Regions from separate parts of the Sus scrofa genome. Here region 1 is linked to region 2. A link is a contact called in public Hi-C data. All regions are on one chromosome and are shown on one strand. Each heading gives the region's core, a stretch centred on a gene start, on an enhancer-like site or on the middle of the called end of the contact. The rest is flanking DNA. Distances are from core to core; before and after follow the strand shown.

Region 1 (4,609 bases), core at 1,343-3,842, 71 kb before region 2:
AGTGGGTTAAGGATCTGGCCTTGCTGTGAAGCTGTGGTGTAGGTTGCAGATGCGGCTCAGATCTGGTGTTGCTGTGGCTGTGATGTAGGACAGTGGCTATGCTCAGAATGGACTCCAGGCTTGGGAACCTCCATATGCCTCAGGTGCTGCCCTAAAAAAAAGACCAGCAAAAAAGAAAAAAAAAAAAAAAGAAAGAAAAGAAAGAAAGAAAGAAACACACCGGCAGTAAGATAAAATTTGAATTTATAACTAATTCTGCATATATTAGTTTCTGCCTGGGTAATTTAAATGCTGTATTCCATTAATAACTGAACTACAACTTCAGGTATGGAAAGCATGGAAAGTTCAACTTTCACATTTTAAAGACTAACACAGAATAGTAAACTGACTTTCCCAAAGTCACAGAGATTATATGCCAGCTAAGACTCCTGACTCTCCCCAAGACCTATATCCACTGCTAGATACAATTAACTAAAGATGTATTAATTGTAAACTATTTTCTTCCCAACATCCAAAATAATATACTACTGGCTTAATAAAGTTTTCAAAAACATTTTTTTTTATAAACTGGTTAAAATATCTTTCCAAGACACTTAATGGAAGACATTTCATGCTACTGCACAAAAACTCAAGACTTTCAGCAGAAGAAATACAATGATCCAATGCATCTAAACATCAGTTACAATATTCTTGTTTCCAACTTCCACATAAGATTTGCTTTGAACTGAAACTTCCTAAGAAGAAATGCACTTCCTTTATTTATACTTTTAAGTTACATTTTGAATATTCCAAACAGCTAGGTACAAAAGTGGAAAGAAAGCAGTATCTAGCCATAAGAAAGCTTTGTTATTTAGAGAAAGAAAAGTTCCTTTTTTAAATGTGTTGCAACCTTACCCTATTTGGAAACTAACATGAGGGCTACTGACCGGAATTTTTTTTTTACAAAAAAATGAAAACAAGAGCTAAATAACATCTAATTTGCCTCTTGTAAAAGGTGAGAAACATCTTAAAATATATGTGAACAATTTCGTAAATTTCGGCTAAAGTGAGCTTTAAAAAAATCACAATTAAAATGTTTCAACTGTTAAAAGAACATCTAATCATCAAGACAGCTTAAGTGCACCAAAAAGAACAAAAATGTTTGCTTTGTTCCCTTAAAATCTCCATCCAACGGAAGCTGAGTTACCACTTGCTGTGAATAAAACGATTTTCACATTCCTTCTGCCTCCAGCTAATCTTTCTGATGAGAGAAATAAGAATCTAGGAACGTGTGTTTGATGCAGTCCTGAATTCAGTTCCGCTTTTCGTGGAGCGATTTGGAACAAACTGCCCGTGAAGAACTGAGGTGATTTTAAGATTCATTTTACTTGGAAGTAGTGGTGTGCGAACACCTACCAACATATTTTCTCACCGAAGAGCTAAAAACTGTACTGAGCAATAATCATGAAACTGGGGAGCAAAATATGTGCGCCAGGCCAGCCAAGAATAAAAATTTTCTAATTAAATCCTTGGAAGACGCGGAGGGGGGGGGGGGGCAGTGTGAACGCCGGAGCGTAATCTGTCACTTAGCTACGGTTCTCCTCAAAACCCAGGCGAAGAGAGCCCCGGGCGGAACCGACGCCACCATCCTGTGATCGGGACCGGCGCGCAGATGCTGGAGCAAGGGACTGAAGGGAGCGGGTCGTCGGACGCGGGCCACTCGCCCGCAGAGTTAAAACAAAGGGCTAATCGTGCACCCGAGTTCCCAGGAGCGGAAGCGGCAACGCCTCCCCAGCCGCCGGGCCCCGCGACCCTTCCCAAGTTCAGGGCCGGCAGCGGACTCGCGGCGGGGCCTGCGGCCAGGCCGAGCCTAGATTCGCGATCCAGGTGCTGGAAACAGGTAGGGCAAAGGAAAAAAGACGCAAAGAGAAGAGCCGGCGCTTCCCAACCTGGTCAGCGCAGCAAAATGGGAAAATGAGGCGGGCGGAAGGACTCGGGGCCGAGTCCCCGCCGCGGGGCCCTGCTTCCCGGGGAGCCGCCAGGCACCGAGGACCCGGCGCCGCGCTTTGTTACCGGCTGTGAGAAGCTCCGGCCGCCGCTGCCATCGCCCCCGCTCCGGGGCGTCGCTTCCCGGCGATTCTCGCCTTCCTCCGCAGAGTAGTCGATTTCTCCCTCCTCGGTCTTGAGGCGCTTGGCCTGGCTCTCGTATTCCCGGTCCTCCTCATACGTCTCCCTAGGGGAGGATGAGGAGGAGGACATGGCGGCGGCCGGAGAGACCGGCCGGCAGGCGTGTGGGGGTGGCGGCGGGGCGCGGGCCTCGGACGCCGCCGGCCAGTCCTCGCCACCCGCAGCGCTTCTTCAGAAAAGGTCTGTGCGGCCGGGCGTCCGCGGGGGCCGCGCGCCCTGGAGCCGGGTGGGTGCAGAGAGCGGGCAGGATGAAGGGGGCGCTCCAGGAGGAGGCTCCGGAGCGGCCGCTCCCCTTTATCACAGAGCCAACATTCAGCCTCTCCCTCTTCCTCCGTCTCCAAAGCCTGCCCTGGGGAGCGAATCTAAGGATCGGGACGCGACCGTTGCTTCCGGTCTTCCCTCCTCCCCTAATCCGCTCCTTGCCGCCCAGGCCGAGCCTCCACCCCCGCCTTCGCGGCCGCCGCAGAGGATCAAATCCAGCAGCACCCCGCGGGAAGCGCCCCCCAGCCCGGGCCTTGCTCTCTATTGGCAGAGGGAAAAGTCGACCAGGCTTCCAATTGGCTCTAAAGGCCGTTCGTCAAAAGCTGCCCACTGTCAGGCCTCCTCCCCCCCCCCCCACTCCGCGCCTTCAGAACTCGCCGCTGGCCTGCGAGTGACGACCGAGCAGCACCTGCAGCGCAACGTCCTGGAGCGGTTGCTACACCGCGGCCGTTAGCGCTGTTGGGCCAACCGGAGGTGAGGCGCGGGGCGAACCCCGGCGGGCCAGGAGGCAAGCAGTGGGACCGGGGCTGCGGGTGTTAACCGCCCTCCCGCTAATTTAAATGCTTTTATTACTTCTCTTCAAAAGAGAAAATCCCTACAGATGTACCTCACACAGCCCTAAAGCTCCGGGAGGTGAAGCGAGCAAAGGGCTTAGAGCCGTGAAAGTAGCCTTCTCCCATTGTTGTGTGCAAAATCTCATCCAAGTGGACGGATTCTCTCCCCGCCGCTAGGTAGATGTTCGAGAACAGTCAACATGCACTGAAGTGCGGGTCTAAAGAAGACGCTCCACACGGGCGACTGTCAGTTCGATCAGTTAGTACTCGTGGGTCTTCTGGACTCTTCTTTCCTGACAATTATAACGAGGGGTCTTGTATCAAGTCCCTGCCCCAACTAAATGTGCTTTAAACCTTCCATATAAAGTTTCATCCTTCATCTCAACCTTTTCCTTTCTGGGCGATCGATTTATTTCACATTATCATTTATCTTTTAAAAGACACGAAAGCCTATCAAAGTTGTCCTTTGGACCACACACAGCTTGTTTCCTCTGTGGAGCCCTGAGGCCTCCTCAAGCTTCTGGTTGCCGCTTTCCCCTTTTGAAACGGTGCCCTTTATAAGCTACCTATTAGGATATTCTGTTTTAAAAACTAGACGCGCTTGGAGACAGGAACTGGGCTTTTCTCATCTTTGCAAACCCAGTTCCTGTAACAGTCCCCAGCACAAGTTACATGCTCAACAAGGCTGAATGAGTGGGCCTTGGGAAATAAAGGTCCATTATCTTTCAGGAGAGGAACTGGCAAATCTAACGCAACCTAACTGCCTTCTGTGACTTAATCCTTGGAGAGTTGCCTGGGATCGAGTCATTTAAATGTTTCTGATATCCTTGGCGGTCAGATGCTTCCCAAAATGTGGCTCTTCCTTTCCTAATGGTGTGGATTGTTTCCTCCCCAGCCTATTCTCTCTCCTTTCCAAAGTTATTTCCTAAGGGAAAAAAAAAAAGCCATTTTTATTTATTGTTGACAGTGCTTTAATCTACAGTGTTTTGTACTTAACAATTTACACTGCCTGTCATTTTGGAATCCACTTGCAAGTTTTTTCACAACACGATACAGCTATGATCAAATTTGTGTGCGCCTACAGGTGTACACTGACAAAATAGAACTAAAAAACAATTCGAATTTTTTTTAATTACAATAAAATGGAAATAGAAGAAATATCAAGGAGGGAGCTGCAGAGCTGGCTATACATGAGGAAATCTGGACAGAACACGGAACAATAAGCAGAGCTAGAAGGCCTTATCCAAACTTTCAAAATATTTCACGTGATAGTGAAAATATTTAAATGCTCAAAGCCTGCTTCCAACCTATGAATTATGCCAGGTTAAAATGCAGCTCTCCCAGCAACCTGGCCTTGTGGAACCTTGCTGCTATATGCAGTATTTACTTCTCTAGCAGTAGGTTAGTGTCAATATGTACTAGTATTAAACTTAATTCTGGAGTTCCCATCATAGCTGAGCAGAAACAAACCTGACTAGCATTCATGAGGATTCAGGTTCGATCCCTAGCCGCACTCAGTGGGTTAAGGATCCTGCATTGCAGTGAGCTATGGTGTAGGTCTCAGACATAGCTTGGATCTAGCATTATGGTGTTGTAGGCCAGTGGCTATGGCTTGGATTTGACCCCTA
Region 2 (4,028 bases), core at 308-2,807:
TATGCTTCACTGAAGCTTGTTGCAAGCTCTCTTTTTCCTTTGCTATCAGAATTGCCCTGCTTCATGAATGAGAATTGAGGCTTTGTGGCAAGAATGTTAAATATTCCTTCAAACTCCAAATATGGAAAGGGCTGAGAGATGGTTATGTTTTATTAGCATCTGATTCCAGGAACATGATCCCAGTTCTCCTAATTTCCTAGTCATAGATGAATTTTGGTGTTCACCACGGTCTAGTTGGATCCCCTTTAAAGTACCTAGGAACCAGATCAAAGTGATGAGTATGCAGATGGTCAAGTAGAACGTTGTCAGGCTTCCAGAATCTTCCCTGTTCCAAGGCTCAGTACTATCTGGACAGATTTAGCAAAGAAATACATTTACTGTATTTTATCTGACAATATTATTAAGGCCTTTGGTAGCTCTATCTTAGTCCTGTACCATCAGAGGGGGGAAAAAAATCTGAGATTAGTCATCAAAACCTGGAGCAATACTTCTCAAAGTCTGGTCCCAGATAAACTACAGTAGACTAACCTGAGGAATCTGTGAAAAAAGTAGATTACTGAGTTTCACCCTCGACTCACAGAAACAGAAATTCCAGGAATGAACCTGGGGATATGCATTTTTGATGCTTTTGAGGCACATCAAAGCATTAAAGGATTATTTAATGTCTTTCTTCTCCCAGCAGTACATACGCAAAGCCTTTTTCTGCTTGTAGAAAGGAGATAATAAAAGTACAGTATCTGACATTAATGATGTCCTTAATAAATATTCATCCTTAATCCTTTCTTAAAGGAACTTTGGGCTTCAGGAACAAGAGTGGGTGTATAACCAAGGTCCTTTCCCAGTCCCCTGAAGGAAAGAAAGTCAGAGGCCACCTTTGTTCACCTCCATATAAACTAGGCCCTAATCCATCTAGACATGACCCTCTCCGGGCTAGCAGTCAGGAGAGCCTCTGGGCAGTGGCTCCAGCAATACATGTTGAGAGCTGTTTGTGTGGCAAGCAGAATGGATCTTCAGTCAGTGTGCAGAGAAACCTGCAATTATTTACCCCTTCTCTTAATTACTACTGTAATTCTTTCCCTTCTGGATCAAAGAGTTAAAAATCAAAATTCCACACACAACCTCCCACATTTCCACCCCCCTCCCCACTCTTCCTAATTTTAATCTCTGCATTTTCCAGCATTTTATCTGAAAGTCAGTCACGATTAATGAACAGATCACTGCACGTTGAGAACCTTGTGCCAGAAAACGGGGTAGAATCCAGCAGACTCAAGATTTGGGTTTAGAAAGACTACAGGCCCCAACATGCAAGTTCCCCTTTCAAAGACTACCATTCCCAACATGCAGTGCAGTCAGGGTTAGCAAAGGAAAAGAACTGGCTGGAAATTCCCAGCTTAGTAGGAAATTTTGCCTTGGTGCCACCCTCAGGCAAAGGAATGATTTCGAAAGGCCCCGGAGGATATTTTTCGCAGAAGTGGTCACTCCCTAAATCCCGGCAAGGAAGGGGAGGAGTCTGATCCCTGTCCCTCCCCTTCTCCAGTAAACTTCTGCCGCTCTAGGTTTGGCGGCGGGAGTTCGAGGGACCTGGAGCAACTACACACCCCAAGCTTTCCTAATGGTTTCAGTTACAAGATCCGTGTTTGGAGACCTCCCCTCGGGGGCAGGGACGGTGGAAAAGTTCCAGCTGCAATCAGACCAGCTGAGAGTGGACATCATCTCCTGGGGCTGCACCATCACGGCCCTGGAGGTCAAAGACAGGCAGGGCAGAGCCTCAGACGTGGTGCTTGGCTTTGCTGAATTGAAAGGTGGGTTGGATTCCGCCCCGGGCTGCGGAGGGGCCCCAGGCCCATCCGTTAACACCGCCTCACACTGGAGACTCGCGCTGCAGGGATGCGGGGCCGAAGGGAAGTACTGAGGAGTGCTTGGATCTGACTCACTCACTGTGTTGCGATCTAATGTTTGGAAAAAACGAACTGCTGTAGGACTTGGTCTCTGGTTGTACATTCAGGCCTTTGTCTTAATTTTTAGAAAGTCAGTTGAGGGTAAAATAAAACTGCAGCAACTCTGGAATGATCTTTGAACTGCTTGATCTCTGAGGGTGAGAGGAAAGTGCAGGCCGGAGGGGGTGTGGCTCCCAGTTCTTCCCTTGTGCCCTTTTTGAAGAAGGAAAAAAATTAAAAGACATGCGTCTTCTACTTCCTTCTTGTTTAGATTCTCTTCGAGGTCTGGTGGTTTCAGAAATGCTCCATAACATAAGCTCAGCAGGTGCAAACAGCTTATCTGCTTTCGTCTGTGGGTACAGTGTCCCGCACCCCTTGGCTGATCAATACCCATATTGTCAAGAAAAGAGTCTCTTTGTAACTGGGATGGATTTTATTTTGTGGGAATCTGTAGGCAATTAAAAAATGTGTTAATTCATTCAGACACTGTTGAATCAGTTATCTGATCAGCGAGAAAGACAAGGTCCCCACCCTCATGGAAATTGCAATTTATTTTTTAATTTTTTTTTCTTTTTTTTTTTTAGGGCTGCACCTGAGGCATATGGAGATTCCCAGGCTAGGAGTCGAATCGGAGCTACAGCTATGCCACAGCCACAGCCATGCCAGATCCAAGCTGAGCCTGTGACCTACATGACAGCTCATGGCAACGCCAGATCCTTAACCCACTGAGCAAGGCCAGGGATCAAACCTGAAACTTCATGGTTCCTAGTTGCATTCGTTTCCATTGCACCACGATAGGAACTCCAGAACTTGCAATTTAGATGTGGAGATAGACCTTAGCCAAAAAATTGCACAAATAAATAGTTACAACTGCACTTTGATCAGGGCAAAGGAAAATGGGCATAGTGCTTGCTATTTCTTGGCACACCTGAGTAGCTAGACAGAAAAGGAGGTCTGAAAGTTGGCAAAAGGCAAATGCTTGAGAATTAATTCTCTGCTCCTTGGTAGGGGCTTGGACAAAATTTGTAAGAGAGGAGGTTTGGGGTTTTCCTTCAGGTGTCTGGTTCTTTAGATATGTAACATGGCTCATGGTTGGAGATCAACAGAAAATTGAGAGTATTGGTTTTCCCTTAAGAGACTGAAATTGGCTTCCTATTTCCTTAACAAAATATATCACGAGTATTCCTGAGGATTCTATTCCTTGCCCTCTGGTTGATTGTCTTTTTTTTTTTTTTTTTGTCTTTTTTTGTCTTTTGTTGTTGTTATTGTTGCTATTTTTTGGGCCGCTCCCGCGGCATATGGAGGTTCCCAGGCTAGGGGTTGAATCGGAGCTGTAGCCTCTGGCCTACGCCAGAGCCACAGCAACGCTGGATCCGAGCCGCGTCTGCAACCTACACCACAGCTCACAGCAACGCTGGATCCTTAACCCACTGAGCAAGGGCAGGGACCGAACCCGCAACCTCATGGTTCCTAGTCGGATTCGTTAACCACTGCGCCACGACGGGAACTCCTGGTTGATTTCTTTAACTGCTTTGGAGCCTCCACAACTTGGCTTGGAGAAGATAACATAACCTTCAGCAGAATTTCTTTTGTAATTTCAGCAAGTTTATTAGAGGACACTCACTAGTAGGAAGCTGCAGGGGCTGGGAAAAATCAGCTTTACTTCCCCTTGCTCTCCACATCCCCTTCAGGTGTTCATATCTTCTGTCTTCAGAGTCAGAAGGCAAGAGAGTTGACAAGTGACAAAAGAGTCTTTTTTTTTTTTCGTCCCGTGCCTGTGGCACGTGGAAGTTTCCCTGGGCCAGGGATTGAACCTGTGCCACAGCAGCAACCCTGACCACTGCAGTAATAATGCTGGATCCTTAACCCACTGCGCCATAAGAGAACTCCAAAAGAGGATTCTTTAGAATCATTTTTTGCTGAGTCACCTCTCTCTGTTAGAAGCATAACCATCTGCTAAGGCCAAAACAGAATCACAAAGAGATAACTTGACCAGTATAAAATTGCCCAGTGGAGTTGAAGGAGAATTGGAGAGAGAACCTAGAATTTCTGAGCCAGTAGAGCATTGGCGATGATAAGCTTTGAGCAACT

What was found. A called contact is a pair of places that touch in the nucleus more often than the background predicts.
Region 1: a Hi-C map of skeletal muscle shows a contact between it and region 2, with 4 times the contacts expected there. The contact joins the promoter of HNRNPLL here to the promoter of GALM in region 2. A contact is called at or near these places in 1 of 5 promoter capture datasets (liver), 17 of 47 Hi-C or Micro-C datasets (alveolar macrophages, brain, embryonic fibroblasts and 9 more) and 2 of 2 datasets of contacts at active chromatin or transcription factors (alveolar macrophages and skeletal muscle).

The regions. Positions count from the first base shown.
Region 1 is chr3:101,751,313-101,755,921 of Sscrofa11.1, reverse strand. It overlaps HNRNPLL (heterogeneous nuclear ribonucleoprotein L-like), which reads right to left and starts at 2,592. Exons shown (of 11, transcript XM_021087609.1): 1 at 2,053-2,592. The coding sequence starts at 2,238. LOC102164129 (a long non-coding RNA gene) reads left to right here and starts at 2,768. Exons shown (of 6, transcript XR_002342766.1): 1 at 2,768-2,901.
Region 2 is chr3:101,680,350-101,684,377 of Sscrofa11.1, reverse strand. GALM (galactose mutarotase) reads left to right here and starts at 1,557. Exons shown (of 7, transcript NM_214406.1): 1 at 1,557-1,802. The coding sequence starts at 1,613.